Regions from separate parts of the Oryctolagus cuniculus genome. Here region 2 is linked to region 1. A link is a contact called in public Hi-C data. All regions are on one chromosome and are shown on one strand. The core of a region is the stretch at or near the end of the contact, and the rest is flanking DNA. Distances in the headings are between cores, read along the strand shown.

Region 1 (7,163 bases), core at 2,365-4,864:
AGCGTCTGGGAGACAGCAAAGAGGAACCTGGCTACACAGGTCAGGAAGGCAGGGCTGGAGGCAGGAAGGTGGAAACCACAGTAGAGGGTGCCCAGGGCAGCATACGTGAAGCCCGGGCTGGGGGTCACCAGGGGGAGTGAAGATGGATCCCAGCACCGGCCGACACCTGGAGACCGGGAAGGTACGGCTGGCCCTTCACCACACACCAAGCCGACAGGGACGCAGAGGCGAGGCGCGGCAGACCCGAAGCCCCCTCACCTTGCCTTCCCTGATCAGGCGTTTGCACCGGAAGAAGTACCACCGTGGGGTGTTCCTCCGGCCCTGCCAGGATTGGGGTTCCAGATCCTCATCTTCCTCAACACTCTGTTCCCGGAGCCGGAGGTTATACAGCTGGGCTGTAGATTTGCGGAACATCCTTCTGGAGGAGAAGCTGTCGGAGAGGGTCCCGAAGGGCTCTTCCTCCTCTTCCTCCCGAGCGCCCGTGGGGCTGGGCTGGCTCGGGCCGGAGCGGGCGCTGCCCGAGCTCCTCTGCCTCCCCTGGTCCAGGGGCAGCTGAGAGAGGGAGCTGTAGGAAGTGGCTAACTCCAGGCGAGTGAGCCGCGCAGTCCTCAGCCACACCCACTGCCCCCCGCCTCTGACAGGGCCGAGGGGCTGCAGAAGGGCCAGTCCCAGGGCGCGGGGGCCACGGAAGAGCTGGGCGAGTCTCCTGAGGTCCATCTTTGCCGTTCCTGTCCGTCAGGGCCTGGAATGTGTCAGGGAAAGCAAGGAAGTCAAGCAGGGTTCCCAGTGACAAGCAGCAGAAAGAGGACAGAGGAGTGGTTCCAAGAGCAGGCTCTGGGGCTGGCGCTGTGGCGTAGCGAGTAAAGCCGCCACCTGCAGTGCCACCGTCCCATATGGGAGCCGGTTCGAGTCCTGGCTGCTCCACTTCCGGTCCAGCTCCCTGCTACGGCCCGGGAAAACAGAAGAAGATGGCCCACGTCCTTGGGCCCCTGCACCCACATGTGAAATCCAGAGGAAGCTCCTGGCTCCTGGCTTTAGATCGGCTTAGCTCCAGCCGTTGCAGCCATTCAGGGAGTGAACTAGCAGAAGGAAGACCTCTCTCTACCTCTCTACCTCTCTCTCTCTCTGACTCTGACCTTCAAATAAATAAATAAATCTTCTAAAAAAAAGATGTTTTTAGCACAATACCTGGCATTTAATAGGTGTTCAAAAAATGTAAGGCCTAAGCAAAGGGAAGTAACCAGAGCATTCATTTTTTGAAACTTCACAGACAAATGGGAAGCGCTGTGATATCCAGTACAGCAGCCACCAGCCACACACAGCTACACAGCACTTGAGATTCTGCACTGAAGATGTGCTGTAAAATACACACCAGACTTCAAAGTCTTTGTACAAAAAGAATGCAAAATACAAACAAACAAATAACTGTCTCACATGTGAAAATGGTATTTCAGCTATAGTAGGTTAACTAAAGTATATGATTAATGTTAATTTCACACTTTCCTTTTAATTTAATGTATCTACACATTCAAAGTTATAGCTGTGATTGCACTGTATTTCCCCTGGACAGTGCTGGGCTCCAGGCTCTGGCCTGCACACATGAAACTCTTTCATAGGTTTAGCACACCAGTGGGTCACCACTCAGGACACCCACATCCCATATCTGAATCCCTGGTTCAAGTCCCAGCTCTGCTTCCGAGTCCAGCCTCCTGGGAACAGCAGGTGACAGCTCAAGTACTTGGGTCCCTGCCAACCACTTGGGAGACCTGGATGCGGCTGGGGGCTCCTGCCTTTAGCCTGACCCAGTCATAGCTGTTACAGGCATTTAACAGGAAAATATTTTAAGGCCTGGTTATGTGAGATGGTCACACTGCAAAGACTTCAGGGTGCTGGCGGACTGAACACATTAATGACTGAGAGGGAGTGAGGGGAAGAGACTTGCTCCGTCCTGCAGCCACAGGGCCACCAGCACTGGGGCTGGTGCGGGGCTGGCTTTGAACCCAGGAGCACGCATTAGACACTCCAGACCAGTACCTGAGTGACACGGTGCAGACGGCCTCAGCGGCCCTTGTCTGCATCCCACAGGCCTCCACTCCTGACAAGCATTAGTTAAAACACACAGGGTTACCAGGAGGGTGGGAGGCAGGGAATATCATTATATTCTCAGAACTGTATCCAAGACCTATACTGTTAAAAAGTGACTTGAGGCTGGCGCCGCAGCTCACTAGGCTAATCCTCCGCCGCGGCGCCGGCACACTGGGTTCTAGTCCCAGTCTGGGCACCGGATTCTGTCCTGGTGGCCCCTCTTCCAGGCCAGCTCTCTGCTGTGGCTCAGGAGTGCAGTGGAGGATGGCCCAAGTCCTTGGGCCCTGCACCTGGCTCCTGGCTTCGGATCAGTGCGGTGCGCCGGCCGTAGCGGCCATTTGGGGGGTGAACCAACGGAAAAGGAAGACCTTTCTCTCTGTCTCTCTCTGTCTAACTCTGCCTGTCAAAAAAAAAAAAAAAGTAATTTGAAAAACAAAAATAAATCGTGAACAATGAAAAAAATAGGGGCCGGCGCTGTGGCATAGCGGGTAAAGCTGCCACCTGCAGTGCCAGCATCCCATATGGGCGCCAGTTCGAGTCCTGGCTGCTCCATTTCTGATCCAGCTCCCTGCTATGGCCTGGGAAAACAGTAGAAGTCCTTGGGCCCCTGCACCTGAGTGGGAGACCTGGAAGAAGCTCTTATCTCCTGGCTTCTGATCAGCACAGCTCCGGCTGTTGCGGCCAATTGGGGAGTGAACCAGCGGATGGAAGCCTCTCTCTCTCTCTCTCTGTCTCTGTAACTCTGACTTTCAAATAACTAAATAAATCTTAAAAAAGAAAAAAATAAATAAATCACATAGAATCAGCAAAACAATACCTAGATATAGAAAGAGGCATTTTACACTATGCTCTGTGTCCCTCCATGGTTTTCCAGCGTGAGCGAGCTGCATGGACCCTCAGCCCCCCTCGAAATGACACGGTTTCGGGCCCTACCCCAGCTGCTCTGTCAATCAACTAAATGCAATCAATGCTCGATCTCACATCGAGAAAACGAATAAAAAGGGCAATTTTGTTCCCACCCAAGTCCACTAACGCACCCAGGTTAAAAACCCCCGGGGTTGAGAGCCCCGCGGCCGCCGTCCTCCCTCGGACCCCGCATTCCCAGACGCTCGCCCGGCCCCCTGGTCACCCCGGCCCCCTCTCACCCCGGTTTCCTCCGACGCCCCCGGGCCTCCCTAGGCTCGGGTCCCCGGGCCGCTGTGAGGACCCATGGGAACTCCCAAGCGTAGGGGTCGCGGGCCCCAGGCCCCAGGGACCCGGCCTCACGCGGCCCAGTCCCGCGTGCCGAACCGGCCCGGTTCCCCTGTGGGTCACCCTCCGCCAGAAGCACGCGCCCCGCGGAGCCTCGCCCATGCGCAGTCCGCGTCGCAAGCTCCCACGCGCGGGGGTTTCGGCTTACCGGCCAGGCGAGGGGAAGGGAGGCGCTGCGTTCGGCGGGCGGCTAGCCGGGCCTGGCAGAGCGGTCGTCCTCCGCTCTCGATTGGCCGGGTCTGGACGTGCAAAAGCACCGGCGCGGGCTCGGGCGCTCCCGGCATCCCTCGCGCGGTGGTGGCGGCGGCGGTGGCGGCAGTGGCGGCGGCGAGGCGGAGGCGGAGGAGGCGGACTGCGTGCGGCTGGGGCCGGCGGCGGGTGGAGGAGTGAGGGCAGCGAAAGACCTGAGAGGAAGTCGGGCCGGGGGGCCGCCGCCGCCGCCATGCAGGAGATCATCGCTAGCGTGGACCACATTAAGTTCGACTTGGAGATCGCGGTGGAGCAGCAGCTCGGGGCGCAGCCGCTGCCCTTCCCCGGCATGGACAGTGAGCGCGGGGCCGGGGCGGGCGGGCGAGAGCGACTCCGCTCCGGGACACCTGTCTCTCGGTCCCGGAACCCCTGCTTGCCGGGGGCCGGGGTCCCCATTTTCTTCCCTCGGACTCCGGAGCCCCCTCCCTCCCCCCACCGTGCGCACTCTCTCGGGTCTTTGGACCCCTGGGGCCGCTCTGAGGTCCGCTTCGGGCGGTGCTTGTGTAGTTCTGGAATGAGGGCGAGTCACGCTGGGTCGGCAACCCCAGCCCCGGGCAAGTCCTGGGCTGTGCGCCCCGCCGCCTCCCGCCCCACTCGCTGAGCGGCCGCACTGGGTCCGAAGGGGAGCCCTGCCGAGGAAGGGGCCTCCTCCCCTCTGTAGGAGACCCCCAGCCAACCCCCGTCTGCTCCTAGGACTCGCTCTCCTGGGAGCGCATCTCCAGTCTGGCCTTGTCCCCCACTTTTTCTCTGGTCCCCGGGAAAACATCGCACCCGGGCACCTGAGCCCCCATTAACCGTCTTCCTTCCCCTGGCTTCTCCACCTCCCAGCGCAGACTTTAAAAGACATAGCAGTTTTCTTATCTCCTCTCGTTTGTGCACCTGCTTCGGATCTGCAACTGTAAAGCGCACGTCACGGACGGGGAACGGAGGCCCCGGGTGGAGAAGGGACTTGGAGCCCACGTACAGCCAGGCTGTGTCCCGCAGCTGCCAGCAGCAGCACTGCCCTCAGGCAGCCCAGCCTTCTCACACCCACGTGATCCGCCTCTCTGCTAGCGAGGGCACGCCCAAGAGACCACCATGAGAGTACCCCTGGGGGGCCCCCCACCCCACCCCTCCGACCACCGAGGAGAGCCCCCCGGGCTCCCCGACCCCAACGACCACCACCGATGAGAGTCCCCCTGGGCTCCCCGACCCCTCCGACCACCACCCCTCCAACCACCGAGGAGAGTCCTCCGGGTGCTCCCCCCGACCCCTCTGTCTGCGACCTCTCGGTGCGCACACACTCACGTGCAGCTTCTCATTTCTCACTCTTGGTCTCTTCATGTCTCAGGGGCACTGGTTTGAGGCCGTGGGACCATCCTACTCCCGCTTGGCAACACAGATCCAGGAGCCTGTGAGGCCGGGGGCGGGGCCCCACGGGGCTGCCCCGGGACACAGGCAGCCCGAGCACTCCCCACGTGTCCGTGCTCACGTGCCCTGCGTACCTTCCCTGAGCTGCTTCCCCATCCCAGTGCTGGGAAGAACCCCTTCTGCCCTTGAGACAGGCTCCTTATCCCATCTGCCTGAGCCTCAGTCAGACGTAGCAACAGAGGGAGAAAGAGAGGTCTTCCATCTGCTGGTTTGCTCCCCAAGTGCCCACAGCAGCCCGGGTCTGGACCAGGTGGCTGAAGCCAGGAGCCTGGAACTCCATCTGGGTCTCCCACGTGGGTAGCAGAGACCCAAGTCCTTGAGTCATCATCTATTGCTTCCCAGGATGATTGACAGCAAGCTGAATCAGAAGTGGAGGGGCGGGACTTGACCCAGTACTCTGACGATGGGATGTGGGCATCCCAAGTGGCCACTTAACCTGCTCTGCCACGCCTGCTCCTAAATGGTATATATATTTTAAGATTTTATTATTTATTTATTTGAGAGGGAGCGACAGAGAAAAAGGTCTTCCATCCTCTGTTCACTCCCCAAATGGCCACAATAGCTGGAGCTGAGCCAATTAGAAGCTGGAGCCAGGAGCTTCTTCCAGGTCTCCCACGCAGGTGCAGGGGCCCAAGCACTTGGGCCATCTTCTACTGCTTTCCCAGGCCATAGCAGGGAGCTGGATGGGAAAAGGAGCAGCCGGGACTCGAACTGGCGCCCATATGGGATGCCGGCACTGCAGGCGGAGGCTTAGCCCACTACCACAGCAATGGCCCCAGTGGTATGTTTTTAAATGCAAGGTTTTCAGATTTTTGAGATGCGAACAGAATGACACCCCAAGTTCTACAACCTTAGCTCTGTCCAGCACAGTCTGCCTGTTTTGAGAAGCCAAGGAAGCCACTCCAGAGAGACCGCCAGTGGGTTTCAGCGGTTCTGAAATGGCTGCTGGTAGAGAAGACTTCGTGAGCCCAGGGAACGTTTAATCTGCTAGCCATGGCCAGTGGATTCCTGGACTCGCAGACCCTGGCCCCAAGCCCCCCGACTTCCCTGCGCTGCACCTGTGGGAATGCAGGCTGGGCCCCTCAGCAGCAATGTGGGTGCCGCGTACCCAGGGCCTTCCTGCCTGTGCTCTGCCCCCTGACCAGCGTCCCGAGGCCCCCAGCCCCTCCTCCCAGGCCCCGTTTGCTTGTGCTGCCTGTCCCATCTTCCCCCCTGCCTGTGAAGTAGCTCTCCTGGAAGCGCTGAGCGGGGGGATTAGCTCATTTCTGTGAGCCTGTGTGCCAACTTTCCTTCCCCCACCCACTCTTAACTCCTTGGAAGGAACTTGTGGACAGGAAGCTCTCGGCAAGCCTGGGTTTCACTGTGTGCATCTCACCTTTCACTGTGTGCATCTCACCTGCCGGGTAGGACGGAAACAGGCAGCTTTGTCCTTGCTCGGCTGGGTCTCCTTACTCCATTTCCTCCCCCTGAGCCCGTCATGAGTCAGACTGAACAGGGTCCTCCCTGGTAGCTTTTTTTTTTTTTTTCTTTTTGACAGGCAGAGTGGACAGTGAGATAGAGAGAGAGAGAAAGGTCTTCCTTTGCCATTGGTTCACCCTTCAATGGCTGGCGCACTGTGGCCGGCACACCGCACTGATCCGATGGCAGGAGCCAGGTGCTTGGGGTGCAGGGCCCAAGCACTTGGGCCATCCTCCACTGCACTCCCTGGCCACAGCAGAGAGCTGGCCTGGAAGAGGGGCAACCAGGACAGAATCCGGCGCCCCGACCGGGACTAGAACCCGGTGTGCCGGTGCCGCAAGGCGGAGGATTAGCCTAGTGAGCCGTGGCGCCGGCCTCCTCCCTGGTAGCCTTAGCCGTCCCCAGCACAGCTGCGCGCTGTGCTGATGTAGCACTGGCTGATGCCGCTCCTCTCCTCTCCTCCCCACAGAATCCGGGGCTGCTGTCTGCGAGTTCTTCCTGAAAGCTGCCTGTGGCAAAGGTAAGGGATCCCCGCCCCCTGACGCCCCCGAGGTGATCTTCCGTCACCGCATCCGCCAGCAGACTTGAGGGCCGCCAGGGCTCCGGCTAGCATTGCGTTCTGCAGACTAATGGCGCCCCCAAACGCTGGCCCGCTCCTCCTCTGAGGCTGCCTGCTGACCTCCTCTTCCCTGAGGCCATGGGCTGACCCG
Region 2 (7,163 bases), core at 2,748-5,247, 130 kb after region 1:
GAGCCAACAAGACTCCTTGGGGCCTGTCTATATTCATTCAGTGCCTATTCTGCATGTCTAAGTTTAGAATTCTTAATGTGCTTCTATTGAAGGCCAGCAGAATGCTCAGGTCTGCTGTTGATAGGGCAAAGAACATAAATGAGAAAAAACCAGAGTGTTTCGTAAGGGAATGCAGCCTTCCAACAAACATGTTGCTATCATGTAATAGCTCTAGAGACAATATTTCAAGAGAGTGGTTTGGATCCTTTCTCTGATTTCCCTTCATCAATCCAGGACAGTGTTTGAAATGTGGGCTTTGTGTATAATCATCATTTTTGTATTTTAATAGAATCTATAGTCCGTATAAAAGAACATGACTTTTTTGAGCGATAAAAGTGGTCACAGATGTTGTTAGCTCCAGAGAGTTTAGATCACTTTTGTATACCTAAAAAGAGTTCATGATTCTTTAGGTGTTGTCAAAGCATTTTATTATATTCATATTTTTCCATCTTAAGCTTCATAGCATTTTGTGAATAAAACAAGTGTTACTAAAATTCTAGTTGTCCAGCAGTTGAGGCTTTCATAGTTCAGGTGTTAATATTTACTAGGAATCCTCAGCAAATATATAAAAACTTACTGCTCATACTGTGAGCCTCTTATGGCTAACCTAGTATAGTTCTGCCACTGTATTTTACTCTGCTCCTATCCTAAGCACAGGATCTTAATCAGGGCAAGATAGGGATCTAAATGAAATTGACCTTGAAATAAAAACAAATGAAAAATGCATGACTTTTTTTCTGTCAAACATGTATACCTTATAGACACCACCAATCACCTCTGATGACTATGAAACAGGATTGATTAATCCACAAATAGAACATGTAAAAATCATATGTATGCTTTTTGCTTAGGAATGTTCTTTTGTACTTCCACTTGAATAAAGGTGTACTTGAATTTTCTGACAATCTGTTTCAAAGAAAATCTGAAGGCCTCAGCTAGAAGCATTTGGGAATCTTGGAATCACCTTCCTGACTGCAACTCAGATCCTCTGAAACTTGATTCACAGTAAGAGTTAATCATCCTAATTGTATTGATACCAAGCTTTCTTTTCTACAGACCTCTGGAATAAAAACTGATCGTATTTAAAGGGTTATTTAGTTGGGATGTTGTCAGTACATAAGAGTAAATCCTTCAAGGTTTCAGTAGAAGTAGGCAGAATATAAAACACATTTTTAAAAGTGAGAAACCAAAATAATGCAACTTACCTGTTTAAGCAGATGTTTAATTGGTTCAATGGAATTTATGCCCTTACTCTTTTTTTTTTTTTTTTTTTTTTTTTAAGGATTTATTTATTTGAAAAGTAGAATTACAGAGAGAGGAAGAGAATCTTCCATCCACTGGTTCACTCCCCAAATGGCTACAACATTCCAGGGCTGGGCCAGGCTGAAGCCAGGAGCCAAGAGCTTCTGGGTCTCCCATGTGGGTGCTGGGGCCCCAAGCACTTGGGCGATCCTCCACTGCTTTTCAAGGTGCATTAGCAGGGAGCTGGATCAGAAGTAGAGCAGTGGGGACTTGAACCAATGTCCATATGGGATGCCAGCATTGCAGGCATCTGCTTTACCTGCTACACCAAAATGCCTTTTTGGTCTTGAAAGGGGAGGGAAGAGAAGAAATCTAATAGGGGGATACTATTTTTTAAAAAATTTATTTATTTGAAAGGCAGAGTTACAGAGGGAGAGAGACGTCTTCCATCTACTGGTTCACGCCCCAGATAGCTACAGTGACTGGAGCTGCACTGATAAGAAGCCAGGAGCCTCCTCCGGGTCTCCCATGCAGGTGCAAGGACCCAAGGACTTGGACCATCTTCTGCTTTCCCAGGCCATAGCAGAGAGCTGGATCAGAAGAGGAGCAGCCGGGACACGAACTGGTGCTCATATGGGATGCCGGTGCTGCAGGCCACGGCTTTAGCCCACTATGCCACAGTGCTGGCCCTGGGACACCAAATTTTTTTTTTTTTTTTGACAGAGTGGACAGAGAGAGAGAGAGAAAGGTCTTCCTTTACTGTTGGTTCACCCTCCAATGGCCGCCGCGGCCGGCGCTCCCATGGGGTGCTGGGCCCAAGCACTTGGGCCATCCTCCACTGCACTCCCAGGCCACAGCAGAGAGCTGGCCTGGAAGAGGGGCAACTGGGACAGAATCCGGTGCCCCGACTGGGACTAGAACCTGGTGTGCTGGCGCCGCAGGTGGAGGATTAGCATATTGAGCTGCAGCGCTGGCCTGGGACACCAATTTTATCTACTGTCTCTCCACCCACCTACAGGCACATGTATGTATGTATGTAGATATTTAAGCTCAGTTCTCACAATCTTTTAAGGGCACCAGCTCCATTTTGTAGAGGAAGTGAGGGGTAGAGAAGTTAAAGAACTTGTTAGCGTTAAAGAACTAGTAACTTGTCAAAGCAAATTAGCTCAAACTCAGTTCTGTTTGAGCCAAAGCTTCACAGCATCGTGATGGTACTCTATACATCTGAGAATCCAGAGCTTTCCTTTCATAGCTCTGTTCCTTATCACATCCCCAGTGTTTCACTGTTGCGTTTGCAGCTGATTCCAAAGGTTCCTGGAGCTCTCTGGGATACTAGCAGAGAATATGTTGAAGTTAATTTAAGGAGCTGGTCATACCCCTTCTTGAAATAACTTCATAGTAACAAGTCAAAACTCCCAAATTCACGTCTCCTGCCAAGACACCCTGCTCCCATCACTAGATTGACGCTTCCATTTCTTCGTGCCCCAGATGTGTTCTTATTTTGCTGCTAAGAACTTGGCTGATGACATGGATCTTCACCAAGATTTTTTTTTTCTTTACCAAGATTTATTATCACCTCTGGTTATAGTGTAAGAGGGTCTTCAAAAAGTCCATGAAAAAGTGTCTTATGAAAATATGCATGTATTTCAAACACTTTACAACAAAAAAGTTAACCTTTTAATTCCATGTTCATGAGCTTTTTGAAGAATTCTCACATAGGAAGTAGTGGAATCTCAGAAGGCATTCACGAGCAGACGTTTAGCAGTGCAGGACTAGCCTGGAGGAGGGACCCGGGATTTGAGAGCTTTCCTGTGGCTGGACACAATGGGAGGCGTCCTGGGCTGCGCGGGAGCTGCTCCTGGCAGCTGAAGTCCACAACCGGACGGCTGTCTCTTCTAGCATTCGCATCATAAGGCATCACCTCTTGCACTCGCATCAAAATACCGGTGTGTGGAGGAACTGATGTTCAATCCAGGACTGTAAGATGATTGCAGATAGTGCCCTGTACAAGTGAAAAATGCTGGACTTTTAACTATATTTTGCTAACATCTCCCATTGTCTTCACTTGTAAAAAATGGTTAGCCTTCTGTACTTCATTTATGTTTATAAATTTACAACTTGGGCATAACTGAAAGTGTCTTGTCTTTTTTTTCCTCTCATTTGCTCAAGTTACAAATCCCCGCACACACGCACTTCATCCTGCACGGGTAGTTTGAGGCCCGGCCGTGGTTTGAGCAGGCCAGGCTTCAGATGCCGCCTCCTGGCCTGCACGTGCAGCTGCTGGCTCCTGAGCTGGCAGGAAATAGGCTTGCGAGGATCCCTGAGAGAATGTTGGTTTAAGGGCTCTGTTCTCTTCAGTTTCACAGCAAACCCCTAATACCCGTCCTCCCCGCATCACAGGGGCCTGTGGCGGATCTGCTGGCCTGACAGGCGTGTGGATCTTCGCCCCCTCTCCAGCGCCCCGCAGAGGCTGGTCTTCATGTCCACGCTGCGGGCCCTGCAGGGTCAGCCCGGCCTGCGGCCGCTAAGGAAAGCAGGGCTGGGCGGGAGTCACGGGGAGGGCGCCCGGGGCTCCCGGACGGTGGGACGGGGAAGTGGGAGCAGTCCCTCCGGCAAGGCCGTGCACACCCGCCCGGCTGTGGACTTGTGGACTGCGCTCCTCCGTGGCCCTCGGGAGCCTGCGATCGAGATGAGACCTCCAAGCCGCCTAGACGGGACCCGGAAGTGCACGCGGACCCCCGGGGATCCGCGCCTCTGCCGCGGAGACCGCGCCGTTCCTCGCCTCGGAGCGCCTGGGGCGCGGTGCCGGGGTGAGTGGGCGAGGGCGGCGGCTCAGCGGGAGGACGCGGAGGGCGTGGGCTGCTGGTGTGGGGCGGCGGGGGTGCGAGGCCCCCTGCGACTTGCGTCCCTGCGGCCAAGGGCGCGGGTCAGGGCGTCCACCTTTCCTGGCTGGAGGAAGAATGACGCTGGCCTCCCCGCGTCTGGGGGTGCCTTTTGGGGCGGCTTCACCCACCATCTCTCTAATGTCTGTCCTCTCTCCCCCCTTTCCCGAAGTGACTGCCAGTCCCTTGGGTCTCGGTCTGAAGGAGTTTAGGAGAAGATGTTGGTGTTGAGGCAGCACAAGCTGGAGTAGACCCCGTGCCTGGAGGAGCTGCCCACGATGTCCCTGGAGTCCACGCGCCTCCAGAGCAGGATCCTCGAAAGAGCAAGGCTGCGGAGCTGACCTAGCTGACTTACCCTCTGTCTTCCGAGTTTATTTGTTCTTTCAAAGCAGCGGTCCCAGACCCAGTGGGCAAGATTAAACTTGCACGTGGGGTCGTCCTGGAGCAAGACTGCTGGCTGTTTTGGTTTTCGTGTTTTTAAACCAGAAGTTCTGGCAGGCGAATAAAGCCTGTAGCTGGTGTTTCCTCCGTGTGGAGCCGTCCTGCGGCAACGCTGCAAAGCCCCCTCACTCCGGCTCCTGTTAATTTGCTTGGTCGTTTAGAGAAACACTGAAAGCTGTGTGAATAAACTAGTGAGCCCAGAAGTGTGTCCCATACTCCAAGAACCAGGAACAGAGGGGGGTCCACTCTGCAAACTCTCCATCACTAGGGAGATACACTTTTCTACCCAAGACAGACGTTCCACAGTACTTCCTTGTCTGTGGAATGCAGTAGACAGCTATGTGCTGGTGGAAAATGCGGTTAAACTGTTCATGTCATTTTTTATGTCAGTCCGCCATCATGTCATTACCCGGTATAAGGTCATTTTTAAAAATGGAGTTGAATTATTTAATTGTGAGACAAAGGTTTAGAAAATCCACCTCATGGACTTGGCAATGACTTGTTAAGGGGATTTTCTTTGACACATTTAGTTTCTAATTATGGTTTGGGCTTTTTTTTTTTTTTTTTTTTTTTTTTTTAAGGGCGAGAGACAGAGCTCCCATCTGCTGGTTCACTCTTCAAATGCCTACACAAGCTGGAGTAGACCAGGGCTGAAGCTGGAAACCGGAAACTCAGTCTGGCAGCCATCACTGGTACTTCTCAGGATCTGCTGGAAGCTGGAGTCAGGACCCAGAGTCAGAAATCAAACCCACGGACTCCAGTGTGGGAGGCAGGCGTCTTAATGACTAGGCTAGTTGCTTGCTCCCCAGGTTACTGTTTAGCTCAGCGAGTATTCATTGGGAGATTATTATGAGGTGCAGAGACTAGATTGAGAGAAAGCCTAACTCTGATCCACCCACAAACGGTTAATTTGGCATTGTCAACAATGAAACTCTGTGAGACAGTAAGCAGCCTTGAAGTTTATAAGCGATCAGTGCGAATTGGATATTGGCCCAGGAAGCCTTAGAAGAGCAGGAGTTTGACCTTGAACAGAAAGTAATAAAGGAACCAGGTGTTACATGAGGGGAATGAAGCCTTGCCAGGTTCCTTCTAAGATTCCAAGTGCCCTTGTTAATCTGCCTACAAGACTTGCTTACTCAAAGTGCCCGCTGGCTTCACATACTCCACAAGCCACATTCATCTTGCCGCCTCATAAACACATCAAGACTGGTGTATGCACAGGGGCATGCTGGAGACGCCCTAGCCACCACTGTGCCTCTGTGTCCTTTCCCCGCTCGCATCATCGTCTGCTGTGTTCTTGGCAGTCCCAACCCCACACATCCCGAGGTTCACGTGGGATGTCAGCACCACGGGAAGTGGCCCCACTGCTGCACAGGGCGCGGTTCTCCGTGGAGCTTCTGAAGACGACTCAGGGCTGTGAGGGAGAGAACACACAGATGTGGGAGATGTGACTTGATGGCTCAACAGTAGGCGCGGTTGGCATGATCACCTGTGCTTCCGGTTCTCACCACTTGTGATGGTTTTCTCAGCTGCTGTTCAGTTCTCAGTGCAAGGCGCTGCTGCTCTTCCATCCAAGCCAGTTTTCCGAAAGTTAACTGGCTTCACTCTGAACGCATTTTTTTTTTTTTTTCCAGCCCTTACTCTCTGGACCCCTCAGTATTTTCTGTTTGTGAGCACTCCTTGGAATGCTCCTTAGTTTTGGAAGTGTCACTTTTTCCTGGTCTGTTTCTTGCGTTCTTAGAGCCTTTACCTGCTCCTGTTTCTCCAGCTGGTTCCTAACACTAATTTTCCCCAAGACCATTCTCCCTCATCTCTCTGGTTACTGTCATACGTTGCCTTGGCTGCCGGCTCACTCCTGAATACCAGATGTTCCTAGGCGTTCGTAGGTGCGTTTCTGAGCTCATCCTTTCTGACACCTGCCTGCCTTCCTGTGTCTGCCTTGGTTAACCGGAGTCCTTCCCTCCATGTTCAGTTGGTCACCAAATCCTATCAGTCCCTGCCCCCGTACCACCACCAGGGAAACCTGATTGTGTCATCTATCGCTGCCGCTTCTTTTTCCCCCTCTCTAGGCTGTCCTCCACACTGCTGTCAGAATGAACTGCTTTGGAATAAAATTGGTTGTATTATGCTTTGCATGCAGGGTGAAGTTGAAAATCCCAAGTGTGGCTTGTACGTGTCTATTGGGGTGGGCACTTATATGCCGCAGTGGTTAAGATGCTGCTTGGGATGCTGACCCCATATCAGAGCCTTGGTTTGAGTGCCAGCTCCGCTCCTGATTTCCGCTTCCTGCTGACGTGCGCCCTCAGAGGCAGCAGGTGATGGCTCAGGTACCCATGTGGGAGACCCAGATTGAATTATTGGCTCCTGGCTTCAGCCTGCCCATCCCTGGCTTTTTGTAGGCATTTGGGGAGTAACTTGTGGGTGGAAGATCTATATCTGTCTGCCTTTCAAATGAATAATAAAAGAAAAAAAAAACTCAGCAAAACTATTTAAAAAGTATTATCTGACTCTTCTGTTTCTCTGCTGTATATCCTATTGCCCACCCATAACATATACATT

The links. A called contact is a pair of places that touch in the nucleus more often than the background predicts.
Region 2: a Hi-C map of psoas muscle shows a contact between it and region 1, with 4 times the contacts expected there. The contact joins the enhancer-like site here to the promoter of PTCD1 in region 1. A contact is called at or near these places in 4 of 6 Hi-C or Micro-C datasets (ear pinna, psoas muscle, skin fibroblasts and 1 more).

What each region holds. Positions count from the first base shown.
Region 1 is chr19:41,647,830-41,654,992 of mOryCun1.1, forward strand. It overlaps PTCD1 (pentatricopeptide repeat domain 1), which reads right to left and starts at 3,615. Exons shown (of 9, transcript XM_008248917.4): 1 at 3,485-3,615; 2 at 259-742. The coding sequence starts at 717. CPSF4 (cleavage and polyadenylation specific factor 4) reads left to right here and starts at 3,620. Exons shown (of 7, transcript XM_070064395.1): 1 at 3,620-3,881; 2 at 6,923-6,973. The coding sequence starts at 3,779.
Region 2 is chr19:41,779,569-41,786,731 of mOryCun1.1, forward strand. ZNF655 (zinc finger protein 655) reads left to right here. Exons shown (of 5, transcript XM_017337864.3): 5 at 1-3,409. All of the region lies in intron 1 of ZSCAN25 (zinc finger and SCAN domain containing 25), which reads left to right. Among named protein-coding and RNA genes, the nearest start is that of ZSCAN25, 17 kb to the left of the region's middle. Within about 2 kb of position 3,998, at least 4 of the 8 cell types and tissues checked have an H3K27ac peak or open chromatin away from gene starts, as enhancers often do. A contact at or near this core is called in ear pinna, where this site is marked.